3 separate regions of the Zea mays genome follow, and all the other regions are linked to region 2. Evidence: chromatin contacts called from public Hi-C data. All regions are on one chromosome and are shown on one strand. Each heading gives the region's core, a stretch centred on a gene start, on an enhancer-like site or on the middle of the called end of the contact. The rest is flanking DNA. Distances are from core to core; before and after follow the strand shown.

What was found. A called contact is a pair of places that touch in the nucleus more often than the background predicts.
Region 1: a contact with region 2 is called in a Hi-C map of ear, with 5 times the contacts expected there. The contact joins the promoter of LOC100191580 here to the promoter of LOC107275242 in region 2. A contact is called at or near these places in 12 of 25 Hi-C or Micro-C datasets (bundle sheath, ear, endosperm and 3 more) and 1 of 3 datasets of contacts at active chromatin or transcription factors (seedling).
Region 3: a Hi-C map of leaf shows a contact between it and region 2, with 7 times the contacts expected there. The contact joins the promoter of LOC100275277 here to the promoter of LOC107275242 in region 2. A contact is called at or near these places in 5 of 25 Hi-C or Micro-C datasets (bundle sheath, ear, leaf and 1 more).

What each region holds. Positions count from the first base shown.
Region 1 is chr6:72,616,444-72,620,762 of Zm-B73-REFERENCE-NAM-5.0, forward strand. LOC100191580 reads left to right here and starts at 2,495. Exons shown (of 14, transcript NM_001137010.1): 1 at 2,495-3,018; 2 at 3,118-3,203; 3 at 3,953-4,071; 4 at 4,280-4,319. The coding sequence starts at 2,669.
Region 2 is chr6:72,790,491-72,795,220 of Zm-B73-REFERENCE-NAM-5.0, forward strand. It overlaps LOC107275242, which reads left to right and starts at 2,929. Exons shown (of 5, transcript NM_001320521.1): 1 at 2,929-3,357. The coding sequence starts at 3,178.
Region 3 is chr6:72,924,478-72,928,798 of Zm-B73-REFERENCE-NAM-5.0, forward strand. LOC100275277 (V-type proton ATPase subunit e1) reads left to right here and starts at 1,790. Exons shown (of 3, transcript NM_001328121.2): 1 at 1,790-1,932. The coding sequence starts at 1,835.

The sequences.
Region 1 (4,319 bases), core at 1,245-3,744, 170 kb before region 2:
CTCATTTGTTTTGACCAAAGAGGGAGAATGTACTTCGAGGGCTCTAATGATTCCGTTTTTGGCGATTCATGCCAAAGGGGGAGAGAGTATGAGCCCAAAGCAAAAGGACCGCACCACCACCAATTTCAAAAAATTCGTGTTTTCCAAAGAATATTATCAATTGGTTTTCCTTTTGTGTTCAAAAGGGGGAGAAAGTAGTATTTCAAAAATGATATATCAAAACCCTCTTGAACACTAAGAGGTGGATCTCATTTAGGGGGAGTTTTGTTTTAGTCAAAGGAAAAGCATTTGAAACAGGGGGAGAAAATTTTAAATCTTGAAAATGCTTTACAAAATCTTATTCATTTACCTTTGACTATTTGCAAAAGAACCTTGAAAAGGATTTACAAAAGAGTTTGCAAAAACAAAACCTGTGGTGCAAGCGTGGTCCAAAATGTTATAAATAAGAAACAATCCATGCATATCTTGTAAGTATTTATATTGGCTCAATTCCAAGCAACCTTTCCACTTACATTATGCAAACTAGTTCAACTATGCACTTCTACATTTGCTTTGGTTTGTGTTGGCATCAATCACCAAAAAGGGGGAGATTGAAAGGGAATTAGGCTTACACCTAGTCCCTAATTAATTTTGGTGGTTGAATTGCCCAACACAAATTATTGGACTAACTAGTTTGCCCAAGTGTATAGATTATACAGGTGTAAAAGGTTCACACTCAGCCAATAAAAAGATCAAGTTTTGGATTCAACAAAGGAGCAAAGGGTCATCCAAAGACACCTCTGGTCTGGCGCACCGGACTGTCCGGTGTGCCACCGGACAGTGTCCGGTGCACCACCGGACATGTCCGGTGCACCAGAGGACTCCAACTCGAACTCGCCACCTTCGGGAATTTTCAGAGGCACTCGCGCTATAATTCACCGGACTGTCCGGTGTACACCGGACAGTGTCCGGTGTGCCAAGGAGAAGCGGCCTCAGGAACTCGCCAGCTTCGGGAATCTCCAACGGCTAGTCCGCTATAATTCACCGGACATGTCCGGTGTGCACCAGACTGTCCGGTGCAACTCCGAAGCAACGGCTATCCGGCGCCAACGGCTACCTGCGATGCATTTATTGCGCGCGCAGCGCGCGCAGAAGTCAGAGTCGCCCATACTGGCGCACCGGACAGGGAACAGTGCATGTCCGGTGTGCACCGGACATCCAGGCGGGCCCACAAGTCAGAAGCTCCAACGGTCAGAATCCAACGGCAGTGATGACGTGGCGGGGGCACCGGACATGTCCGGTGTGCACCGGACTGTCCGGTGCGCCATCGAACAGACAACCTCCCAACGGCCACTTTTGGTGGTTGGGGCTATAAATACCCCAACCACCCCACCATTCATGGCATCAAAGTTTTCCACTTCTCAACCACTTACAAGAGCTAGGCATTCAATTCTAGACACACCAAAGAGATCAAATCCTCTCCAATTCCACTCAAGGCTTTAGTGACTAGCGAGAGAGATTTGCCGTGTTCTTTTTGAGCTCTTGCGCTTGGATTGCTTCTTTTCTTTCTCACTTGTTCTTGTGATCAAAACTCCATTATAATCGAGGCAAGAGGCACCAAGTGTGTGGTGGCCCTTGCGGGAAAGTTTTGTTCCCGGTTTGATTTGAGAAGAGAAGCTCACTCGGTCCGAGGGACCGTTTGAGAGAGGGAAGAGTTGAAAGAGACCCGGCCTTTGTGGCCTCCTCAACGGGGAGTAGGTTTGCAAGAACCGAACCTCGGTAAAACAAATCCACGTGTCACACTCTTCATTTGCTTGCGATTTGTTTTTCACCCTCTCTCGCGGACTAGTTTATATTTCTAACGCTAACCCGGCTTGTAGTTGTGTTTATATTTATAAATTTCAGTTTCGCCCTATTCACCCCCTCTAGGCGACTATCAATGGTTCTCAACACTTAGAACCGAGACCGTTGTGGGCCGGCCTTTGTAAGTGTCTATAAGTACGACTGCATTCGTATGGAGAAAGGGAGAAATGAATTGGTAACAGAAATACTCACCGTGTTCGCGTGTGATTGTTTTTCTACAGCGACGAGACGACCGCAGCGATGTCCTTGTCGTGCTCACGTCCCGGCGTAGACCAGCAGCGACGGCCACGGACAGGAAGCGACGGACCAAATTTCTGCAACCGTTGGATTAGGCCTGCCAGCGCCTCTTCGGCAGTGGTTGGGCTATCGTCCTTCAAGTGCTGATCGTGGGCCATTCGGTCTCGGCCCATGAGTCCGGAACGCACAGCGCTCCGAAGGAAAAACACTCCGCCCGCCGAAAAGAGAACCCAACCAAAGCCGCCCCCACCCCGACCAAACCGCCCGAGCCGGCGCCAGCCTAGCCCACGCTGTTGGCCTCCAGCCTCCTTCCTCTGCCTCTCCCAGTCGCCCCCGTCCCTTTCCCCCCTCGACGTCGTCAACCCACTACCCACCGCACCCCACCTCTACCCTCACGCGCTGCTGGTAGCCCGCAGCTACCTGCCTCCCTTCTTGCACCCACCGCTGCCGTCCTGCCCAGATCCCGCTCGCCGGTGGTGCTCCCCTCCCCCCGCGCCGCTGGCGCCGCCGGAGCGAGGGGGACTGCCCAAACCCTAGTGGGAGTTGGAGACTAGGAGGAAGGGCGCGAGATCCGGCGGCGGCCACCCCGATGGGGGACTTCAACGTCGCGCTGGTGATCGTGGCGGCGGTGGTCAGCGTGCTGGTGCTGCTCGTCAGCGTCTACCTGCTCGTCAACTACCAGCACCCCGACGACGTCAACCAGGCCTACTTCCCCAAGCTCGTCGTCGTGCTCGGCCTCACCGTCGCCGTCCTCTCAATCCTCATGCTCCCTGCCGACGTCGCCAATCGCCAGGCCTGCCGCAAGGCCGTCTACAACGGCGCCTGCAGTCTCACGCTCCCCATGAGGACGCTCTGGCTCGTCGTCTACATCGTAGACGCCGTCCTCGTCTTCCTCGTCATCCCCTTCGCCATGTTCTACTACGAGGGCGACCAGGACAAGTAACTTCCCCCCTCGCCGCTTCCCCCCTCCCCCCTTGCCTGCGTTTCCATCCGTTCTTCTTCATTCCCGCTGCTGATTTGGATCTGCCTTCCCTGCAGGTCCGTCGGGAAGAGGCTCAGGACTGCGCTCATCTGGGTCGTCGCGTCCGCGGTGGTGTGCGGCCTCGTCCTCGGCATTCTATACGGTGCGCGCGGATCAATCCATGCTTCCCCCATTCCTCTCTCACCCCCACTCAGGATGCTCTTATGATTTCTACAGGATTGGAGTGAGATTCTGAATACTACTACCATTTTAGTGTAGTTCAGTTAAAAAAAGTGGCATCTGTTGCCCGAACCTTGTCGTGGGTTCCAGTGTTGCATTTGGGTTCGAATCGACACGACAATTTTGAGCTCTGCCCCCCACCCCCACCCACACAACTGCTCAGATCTGGAATTCTGTACCCTTCCTCTCAAGGATTTTGTGAGCTTAGTTTGTACTCCCTCCGTTCTCGATCGAGTATTTGTCGCCCGCTAGTTCATTTTTGAACTAAAACACGACAAATTTAAAAAACGGAGGGAGTATTTCTTTCTGCTGTGTATATGTGTTGTGAGATTACATAGGCATTCGTTTACACAACAAAAAAATAGTTTGCCTCTTGTGTTACAGTCATATGACTAATGAGATAAAAATGTACTGTTTCTTTGACAGCTACAATTGTATAGGATGGGTTGCCCTGATAGTAACCTTACTTTTACCTTTAATACAGATCCTATTGCTCAAATTACTGATCATTAACAACATGAGATGGTTATGGCTAAAAATTTATGTCATCAAGTGATCACCGGATATCATTGAGTTCCTAAGTTCCAGCAATATCAAGCCTTTTCAGTCTTGTGATGGTGTGTGTGTGTGTTTACCTAAGTAGGCTGATTCCATCTCCATTTGGCACTTCAGGACTTGTTGGTAAAGTGGACTTCACTGTGAGGCACCTATCTTCATCGGTCCAGACATTTCCAAACTCATTTTCTGGATTCTCAAGTGGCCAGCCTTGCTTTAGTCCATTGACTCGTCAGGTTAGTCATTGAAATATGAAATTACCATTTTCTTTGTCGATGACTTTTAGTCTCTTTCTGCTGTCTTTATGTTTTCGCCGAATGAGCACTAGTCTCTGACTCCATCAATTTGTCAGTATCCTTAGTTCTCTACTTCCCCACTTTATCCAACAATTAGGCCTAGAGATTTGTTGACTAGTTGCAACTGACCTCTGTCTTGTGTTTTCAGTGTGCGGCTTCTACTGCACCGGCTAACTCGCAAACAACTT
Region 2 (4,730 bases), core at 1,679-4,178:
ATGAGGCGCGATGTTCGAGCGAGCGACGTCACGGAATGGGCGAGATGCGTGCAGCGATGATCGCGCGTGACATCCTCCGATCCGGCGCATTTTTCTTTTCGTTTATTGTGTTTTATGCCTACCACATGTATTATTTACGCTAAAAACTGTATGATTTTATGCTTTAACACAGGATTCGTATATCAGTTTACTGCATGCACATTGGAAAGACAATTCCTTGATTTATGCTGTTCTTAATTTGCGCGCATGCAATGGAAACTCCCATGATTTTGCCATAATTTTTGGATCTGTATAAAAATAGAAACCGCATGCATGCGGCTGCCATGTTTTTCGGATCTGTCATAAAAATAGGATCGTAATAACAACCTACTAAAGCTATCAACCTCTAATTGACTCGGTATTTACGCTTATAATTGAGGGATTTTATGCTCAAAACTTAAGGTTTTTACGCTCCACCCGGAGATGCGTCCACCAGTGAACAACATGCCAGATTTTTTACACAGTGTAAGGAATTACATAAATACCTACACCGTGTAGTATAATTTGTTTCAGTATACATCATAAACTAGTTCTAATGCGTTTAGTTGCATGGCTGTTGGAGAGATCCTATATTTATGACGGAAATAAAACATTAAATGTGATTTTTTGTTTCTATGCATGCAATTCATTTCCTTTCATTGCATATTCTTTCCATCATAAATTCGTGTGCATGCAGCCTGTAGCAGATTTTTACGCAGTATACCGAATTGCATAATTATCTACACAGTGTAGCATATTTAGTATAAGTATATAGCATAAAATGGTCATTACGAGTTTTAGTTGCATGTCTGTTGCAGCGATTCTAAATTTATGGAGGAAATAAAGCATTTAAAATAGAAACCGCCACACATATCTTTCCTAAATTTACGCGCATGCAAGGGAACGTGTTTGACTCATGCATGCATTTTGCCATAATTTTAGGATCTGTATAACCGCATGCATGCGACTGCCATATTTTTCGGTTCTGCCATAAAAATAGGATCGTAATAACAACCTACTAGAGCTATCAACCTCTCACATTGGCTCGGTATATACGCTTATAATTGAGGGATTTTATGCTCAAAACTTAAGGTTATTACGCTCCAACCCGGAGGTGCATCCACCAGTGAACAACATGCCAGATTTTTTACGCAGTGTAACGAATTGCATAAATACCTACACCATGTAGTATAATTTGTATCAGTATATGTCATAAACTAGATTTAATGTGTTTTAGCTGCATGTCTATTGGAGGGACCTTATATTTATGAAGGAAATAAAACATTAAATACGATTTTTTGTTTTTATGCGTGTAATTCATTTCCTTTCATTGCACATTTTTTATCATAAATTCGTGTGCATGCAGCTGGTAACAGATTTTTATGCAGTATATCGAATTGCATAATTATTAACACAGTGTAGCATATTTAGTCTCAGTATATATTATAAAATGGTCCTTACGCGTCTAGCTGCATGGCTGTTGCAGCGATCCTAAATTTATGGAGGAAATAAAGGATTTTAAAAACAGAAACTGCCGCACATATCTTTCCTAAATTTATGCGCATGCATTGGATCGTGTTTGACTCATGCATGCATTCCTTTTTTTGTGCTAACAGACGTGGGGCAGGTGGCGCACCCGACAGCCTGTTTGGGCGCGCTGGTTGAACCAGTTTGAAGGGGTGGTCGACCTGGGCTTCCTTTAACTATTGGAAGCCCAAAGCTCCCGTTATACCTGCCCTATATATATATATATATATATATATATATATATATATATATATATATATATATATATATATATATATATATATATATATATATATATATATATATATATATATATATATATATATATATATTTATATATATATATATATAGAGAGAGAGAGAGAAGGGGAAAATTTGGTGCAGCTGGCTGTAAACCAGAATGTTTGCAGCCCCTCACAGAAAATGAGGATAAACCCTATCCGCAGCAGCAATAACACAATAAAATGTTATCTGGTGGACCTGTAGGTGGGGTCTATCCTCTTTTTTGTGAGGGGCTGCAAACATTCTGGTTTGCAGCCGGCAGCACCAAATTTTTTTCCGAGAAAAGTACCCAATTTTCAATAAATTAGTTTATAAAAATTATGGTAGTTCCAAACATACCAGTTTATGATTTAGACTCAGTTTATAGAAATTATATTATCAGTTTCTTAAAAGTCAAAAAGCTGGTCTCTTCTATCTAAAAGATAAAAATTATGGATTGGAGGTTTTGCCTATAATAACGCCCTTTACCTTTTAGAGATATGTGGGATGGTTGTCTTTATCAGCCTATTAACTGAGCTAGGCAGCTCGTGATGAGATACTAGTTGTTAGCTAAATGTGTACCCAATAATTAGCTAGACCTGTTTAGATCCAACTTCAGCTATTTTCTAGTGGCTAGCTGTTAGTTGAGTGGATCCAGACTCAGGGCCATATATATAAATGTGATGACAAAAAGAGAGAAAGGACATGTTAGCTGTTACAATTTCTAATTAATTGATCAGACAGAATGCTATACAGTGAATTAGCTAAGTAGTGCTGGTATGAATTCATGCAGAGTTGTTATATATACCCGATATAGAGTTCATGTTGGAAGGTTACATTATTCTAGCAAGTACGTACTGCCTCAATTTATGTTTACATATATATATCTAGTAAAAGCTTGATCCAAGAACTCATGTTATCTTGTACAAATAATTCACATTTACGTCATTACGTGGCTCTATGTCATTCATGCATGTCTCTTTTTGTAGCCTCTAGATATATATGAAAGTTTTTCCATTATCTCTAAATAAAAAAAGATCACACCTTCAACAGTATCGTATTCGTATTCGTATATAAGACCACCACCAGAAGCTAGCCAGAGTCGCCGCGCCAGGCCAGCAGCTAGCTAGGCAGGTAGCTCTTGCCAACGCCCCGGCCGGCCGGCACCTCACATTTTGTAGCGTGATCGCGCGCCGCCGCCACGCCTCCCCATGCAAGCTACTCCGATCCTAGCTACTGGCTAGCTAGTTGCAACTACTCGAGCTACCAGCTAGCTAACTGGCCAGCAGCAGGTAGTCTGCTCAGGGTCGGAGGGTCGGCCGGCGCGGCGGCGGGGCGCGCGCGCGCGGGAAGGCGGGAAGGCGGGAACGCATGGGCAACGCCCTGGGGTGCGCGGGGCTCGGCGAGCGGCTGGCGGCCAGCGCGAGGAACGGCGACGCGGCGGAGGTGCGCCGCCTGCTGGAGGAAAACCCGGGGCTCGCGCGCTGCGCCGCCGTCGGCAGCAGCCTCAACTCGCCGCTCCACCTCGCCGCCGCCAAAGGCCACCACGAGGTACGTGCCGTGCCGGACTGTGTGCTGGTGCCGTACGCCGGCTGGAGGTGCAGAACTAGCATGCATGCAGCCACTCACTTCTCCCTGGCATGCTTGCGTACACGCACGTGGCCACGTAATTAAAATTTCACCCAAGCTAGGTACGTACACTATAGTAGCAGTACGGTAATAAATTGTGAAAATAATTAAAACGTGCATGGCCATGGGTCGTACTCGTACGTACGACGACGACAGGTTCCCTTCATGGCATTTTTGTTTCCTTTATAGTATGTAGCTATATATATAGTTTCGGTGTTACACATATATAGTATAAAATACTTTCTTTTTCTTAAATTAATATTTGTTTTAGATAATTAATGGATTTATATAATACTTAACATATGTGTTTTATATATGTCTAGATTTATCATCATCTATTTGATTATAGACATAAAAATAACTAAAACTAATACTATTTTTGGGTGGAGTATAGTACATTTCCATTCCCCTCTTTGAATATAGAAATTTCGTTAAAAATATTTCACAGGAAACGAGTCAATTTCCATATAGCAACTAGCTAGCAAACGTAGAAGACATTAAAATAAAAAATAGCTCGCATTGTGAAGGCCTTACTCTCGTGCAGGGATGAACCTCCACCGGTTTTCGATAAAATTTACCGTTTTCGGTACCGGGCGATATAAAAAAATCAGTTCGGTTTTTGGTGTATTTTGGGTTAGAATTTAAAAATATAAAAGTCAAATTTTGGTCGATAAAAATGGATTTCGAAAGTTGCAAAAAGGAAATGGAAACCAAACTTTTTTCCCGATAAATTCGTTATGAGGGTGATACCAGCCCTACCAAAAAAAAAATCTTGACACCATCCCTAAAAAAATCTTGCCAAAACCATCTATAGCCAATCCAAGGTCCAATACCCAAGATCATTTTCGCGAGCTACGACGGATCCGGAAACGAATAAGGAGCAACAACGACGACCCCGTGACGACGTTCTAATTATTTCAATTACAAAGAAGCTAGATGTACGTTTCAATCGGGTTACTGTTTCCAATACACGTGTCGTAGTTGTCACCTGGTGGTGAGCGATGACGATTCGTTGTCTATTTGACTCATGCGTTTTCGACGATCGTCCTTGCAACCGGATAATGTGGCACGCGCAATTAATAACCTGACAGTGACACAAAATCTACTACCGTGCGTCACACGACTAACTCCGATGTCCTATTATTTATTATTATTGTTTAGGACAACGAAACGGTCTCCAAAATATAATTTTGATTAATATTCCTTTTTTAAATACAAATAAACTCTTAATACATATGTATTTTTATAAAAGTACTTTTAAAGATAAATCAGTGCATATAAATATTAGGTTTTAA
Region 3 (4,321 bases), core at 540-3,039, 130 kb after region 2:
CTCGCCTTTGAGCAAGCCGAAGGTATCAATGTAATATTAACATTGTTGATATTCATATATGTTTTATAGAAAGAAAGAATAAATAAATTATTAAGATATAATTATCATATTTATTCCTTCACATTTCTATCCTTGCATTGATATGATGAAGGTATGTGCTTCTTGACTTTTGTCTGAGAAGCATTATACCCGCAAGGAGATAATGCTTTGAAGGACGAAGGTTCTTAATGATTGACAATTGTATTGCCTTGTTCTTGACCCATAACATTTGAGATCAAATGACCAACAATATATCATGTAGAGTATGAAAAATTAGTCCATGCATATGATTAGATACACTTGTTGCTTATAAGATTATTAAGTAAAGGATCGTGAGCAAGCATTTTTGTGACATGTTTTAGAATATGAATTTGAAAAACTAAGTATATATCACTATACATATGTATCAACGAGCACAAATGTTTGAAGTGCAGAATACACATTAAGGTACCAGAGTTTAAAAGATAAATGTATCATAGCATTAACAACGACAAGCGTATCAAGGCACTTCAACCACATTATACTGTATCCGAGTATGAGATCAAGATATATCAGACTATATTAGGCTATATCAGAGCATATTATTCATATGAAAAGATATATCAGCTTATCACCCTATCATTTTAACCCGTCTTTGTGCCAAAATTATCAAATACAACATTTAGATGTACAAATATGAACCTTAACATCATATTGACAATTTAGAAATCAAGGTAGCTTTAGAAGAAAAGGTTGTGAGCTTCAAAGCTATGGATATAAGTGGGCTCTGTAATTTCATATAAATTTTATTTCTAACTAAAACCTTTTGAAAAGAATATAATTTTCAGTACATGGTGTGCAGAAAATATAGAAAATGTTATTTATTGAACTGGTGGTACTAAACCTCATCGTTTTAATTGACGCTAATACTATCTACACAAGTTATACTAGTGAGATGTCTATGTGGAGCTATGATTTATATATATTGTATGGATAGATTTTGTTTTATTAAAATATAAAAATGTATATTGGTTAGAAGGGTGTGAATATGAAGCATGGTTTTAAATAGAGGGTTTAACGACATGCTTCTCAAAAGTGGAAATAACGGGCTATATCAAGATATAGTGGGCTATAGCGGGCTAAATGAGACTATAACATATAGCTTTTCCCTGCTAAAACAGATATAGCGGGTATATTGAAGACTATAGCCGGTTATTTAAAACCCTGATATGGAGTTAATAACCAAAGTTCGAGCTCCACTTGTGTATAGTTTTACCTTATTTTTCATAAGGCGTCAGAAATAAAGAGCAACAAAAGTAAGGTGCAGTTTTTAGAGTTATTTTTGAAAAGATGTTGCACGACTTTTGATTCTGAAAAGCTAATGATAACTTTATGGTGACTAAACTTAGAATACTCTAGAAAGCCCATAAAATCATGCTTCTAGCCTATATAAACTATGTTTTTTTTGTGCTTCTGGCTTTTGGGAAGCTAAATAAAAAAGCTAGCTATTTGTTTTCGTTTCTGACTTTTTACACTAAGAAGCTGACGATAAGCTCAAATAAGTAGGATCTAACTATGCTTGCAATGAAGTTTAAAACTGTTTTGCACTTAAGTTTAAAATAGGATTTGAGATGTGCTTTTAGTAGCCTTGCACTTGCAGGTAAACGAATTTACGATCCAGAAGCACGCACGTGACGTGGCTGTCAGCAAGTAGCAGCTTCTGTCGCGTCTCCCCCTCCCTGACCGAGCGATCCAGCGAGAGGGAGCGAGTAGCAGCCGCAGCCGGAGGAGCTCGCCGAGGCCGCCGAAGACGACCATGGGGTTCTGGGCGACGACGCTCATCTTCGTCCTCGCCGGCGTCGCCGCATCCCTCTTCACGCTCCTCTGCTGCAACCGCGGGCCCTCCACAAACCTGTACGCCCAGCTTCCCCCTCCCTCCCATTCGATTCGATGCCGCCGGTCAGTGATCCGGCGTGGTGCGCTTGTGGTCTTGGGGTTAGGCATGCGGATTTGGGACTTGGGATCCCACGCGCGAGATCTGGCTGGTTTGGCCGCAGATCGTTCGATTGCGGTGATGTTGGGGTTAGGGGTAACGATCTAGATTTGGGTAGATTGTCTAGTTTTAGAGAAATGTTTTCGTTACGAGATCTCGTGCCTTCCGTTGCTATCAAGCTGATCGAACTCAGTTTGTAGGAGCTGTAGAGGGGGGAAAGTAAAACACCCGAACTTTGTTCTAGCAGACCTAAACTTGTAATACGTTAGCTTGTAATTCGCCACCTAATATTTAAGTTAGCCTCCAAGTCAGCGGCTAGTTTTTTTTGTTACTCACGCACAGTTTAGTTACATTGCTCAAAGACAAATGATAAGAAGACTGCTAAAAAGCCATGAACAAATGTCACCACAGACGAGCATTGCTGGTCAATTTGATGTGCTCAAATGTGTCAGGCCATTAGGTTCAGTATTGAAAGGTTAATGTCTGCTCTTGTCTGAAATTTGGTATGGAAGGAGCCTTGGTTGAAGTTGCATAGGTTAACTCTGAGTAGGGAGCACAATTTAGGCACCCGTACATACGACGACATCGTGAGCAGCGGCAGTGCATGCATCCAAGGTTTTAAAGTCGGGTAGTCGACTCTAGTCGCTTGAGCATCGATAAGGTGACTAATCGCGATTAGTCGTTGATTTGCTCGATTAATCGAGCCTAGTCGACTCCTAGTCGTCCACCTATATCAGGACCATGTGCCTAGCCGGACTGCGGGATTGCATGAATTGTACTAGTGCCACTGCCATCGTTCTGGGGCTAGGGCAACACATTCTGGGGAAATGGCTTCAACATTATTATGTTGTCTCCTATTCTCATCTGCAGTGGCACAACAATCAAGTGAAGCGCAACTCAAGAGGAGGCCAAGGCGGGCACAATACTGCTCAATAAGTGAACAGAGAACACTGAACAACCAAAATATCAAAGCAATTACAGTTTGAAGAGGTGCTCATCTCGGTCTCTGAATTCTAAACAGGTGAGGAGTGGTCGCCTACTCGTCTGTTTAGCCACTGAACAGACAACAGAGGAGGACGGGAGCGCGCTGGAGGAGGGTCTCTGCAGACTACAGCCGCCGCGCGATAGAGGGGGCAAAGTTGCTGCTCAAGCAGAGGGCCGCCAGAGCACAACAGGACAGCGGGAGAGGAGGGTGTGACGATGGAGAAGGGGTGACAACGCTGGAGAAGGGGTGGTGGCGCTGGGGAAGGGCGCCCGCGAGACAGTGCGTTTCGTATTGGTACAGGTAGAAGCCGAGAAGCGTAGGGCAAATCAGTGTTTGTGCGGTGTACATGGGCCGGTCCACATAATAGAGGTCGGATTAGTGGTCCGAACAGGCATAATTAGTCGACCATAACCCCTAGTCGGACGACTAATCGCGATTAGTTGGCGACTAGGACGACTAATCGCTACCTAGTCACTCTAGTCGAGTCGGAGACCCTAATCGAGCTCGGACTAACGATAAGGTCAACTAATCACGATTAGTCGAACGACTTTAAAACCTTGCATGCATCTTGAGATCTAGCGGGGGCATGGGGCCTAAAAGTGCCACATTATAGGCCTGTTTGGTTCATGGCTAACTGTGCCACACTTTGCCAAGGTTAGTCGTTCGAATTGAAGAACTAACCTTAGGCAGAAAAGTTAGCCAAAGTGTGGCAAGTTAGGCAGCGAACCAAACATGCCCTATGCATGTGAAGCATGGATCTTTTACCATCGATGGCTCGGGTAATAAGTGTTTGCTCACTTATAACTGGTTTTATAATTTTTTCACAAGTTATGTGCTGCTTTTTCATCCCTTGAAATTGGCAACAAGTAACAAAATGCTCCTCACTGCGTAGATTTGGGGGATGTGGCAGGGATGACCTGTGGCCTCTTATATTTATGTGGTTGCTTTAAATCACTGTGACAGTTGCACTTATGTGCTTTCCAGGACATTATATGCCCCTATTTCAGCTTCTTAGATATCATTCCAAATATACTCCATTTGTTATTCCTATGTTCTATCTTTGAGAGATTTTACTTAGGGGGTGTTTGAATGCACTATAACTAATAGGTAGTTCGCTAAAAAAATCGATAGTGAAATTAGCTAGCTAACTATTAGCTAATTTGCTAAAAGTAGCTAATAGCTGAATTATTAGCTAGACTGTTTCGATGTCTTTAGCTAATTTTATTAGCTAACTATTAGCTATAGTGCATTCAAACACCCCCTATTGTCTTCAGGAACCATCCTCCAACTTTTATGTTCCTGCCAGGCCATTTTTTTTAACAGAA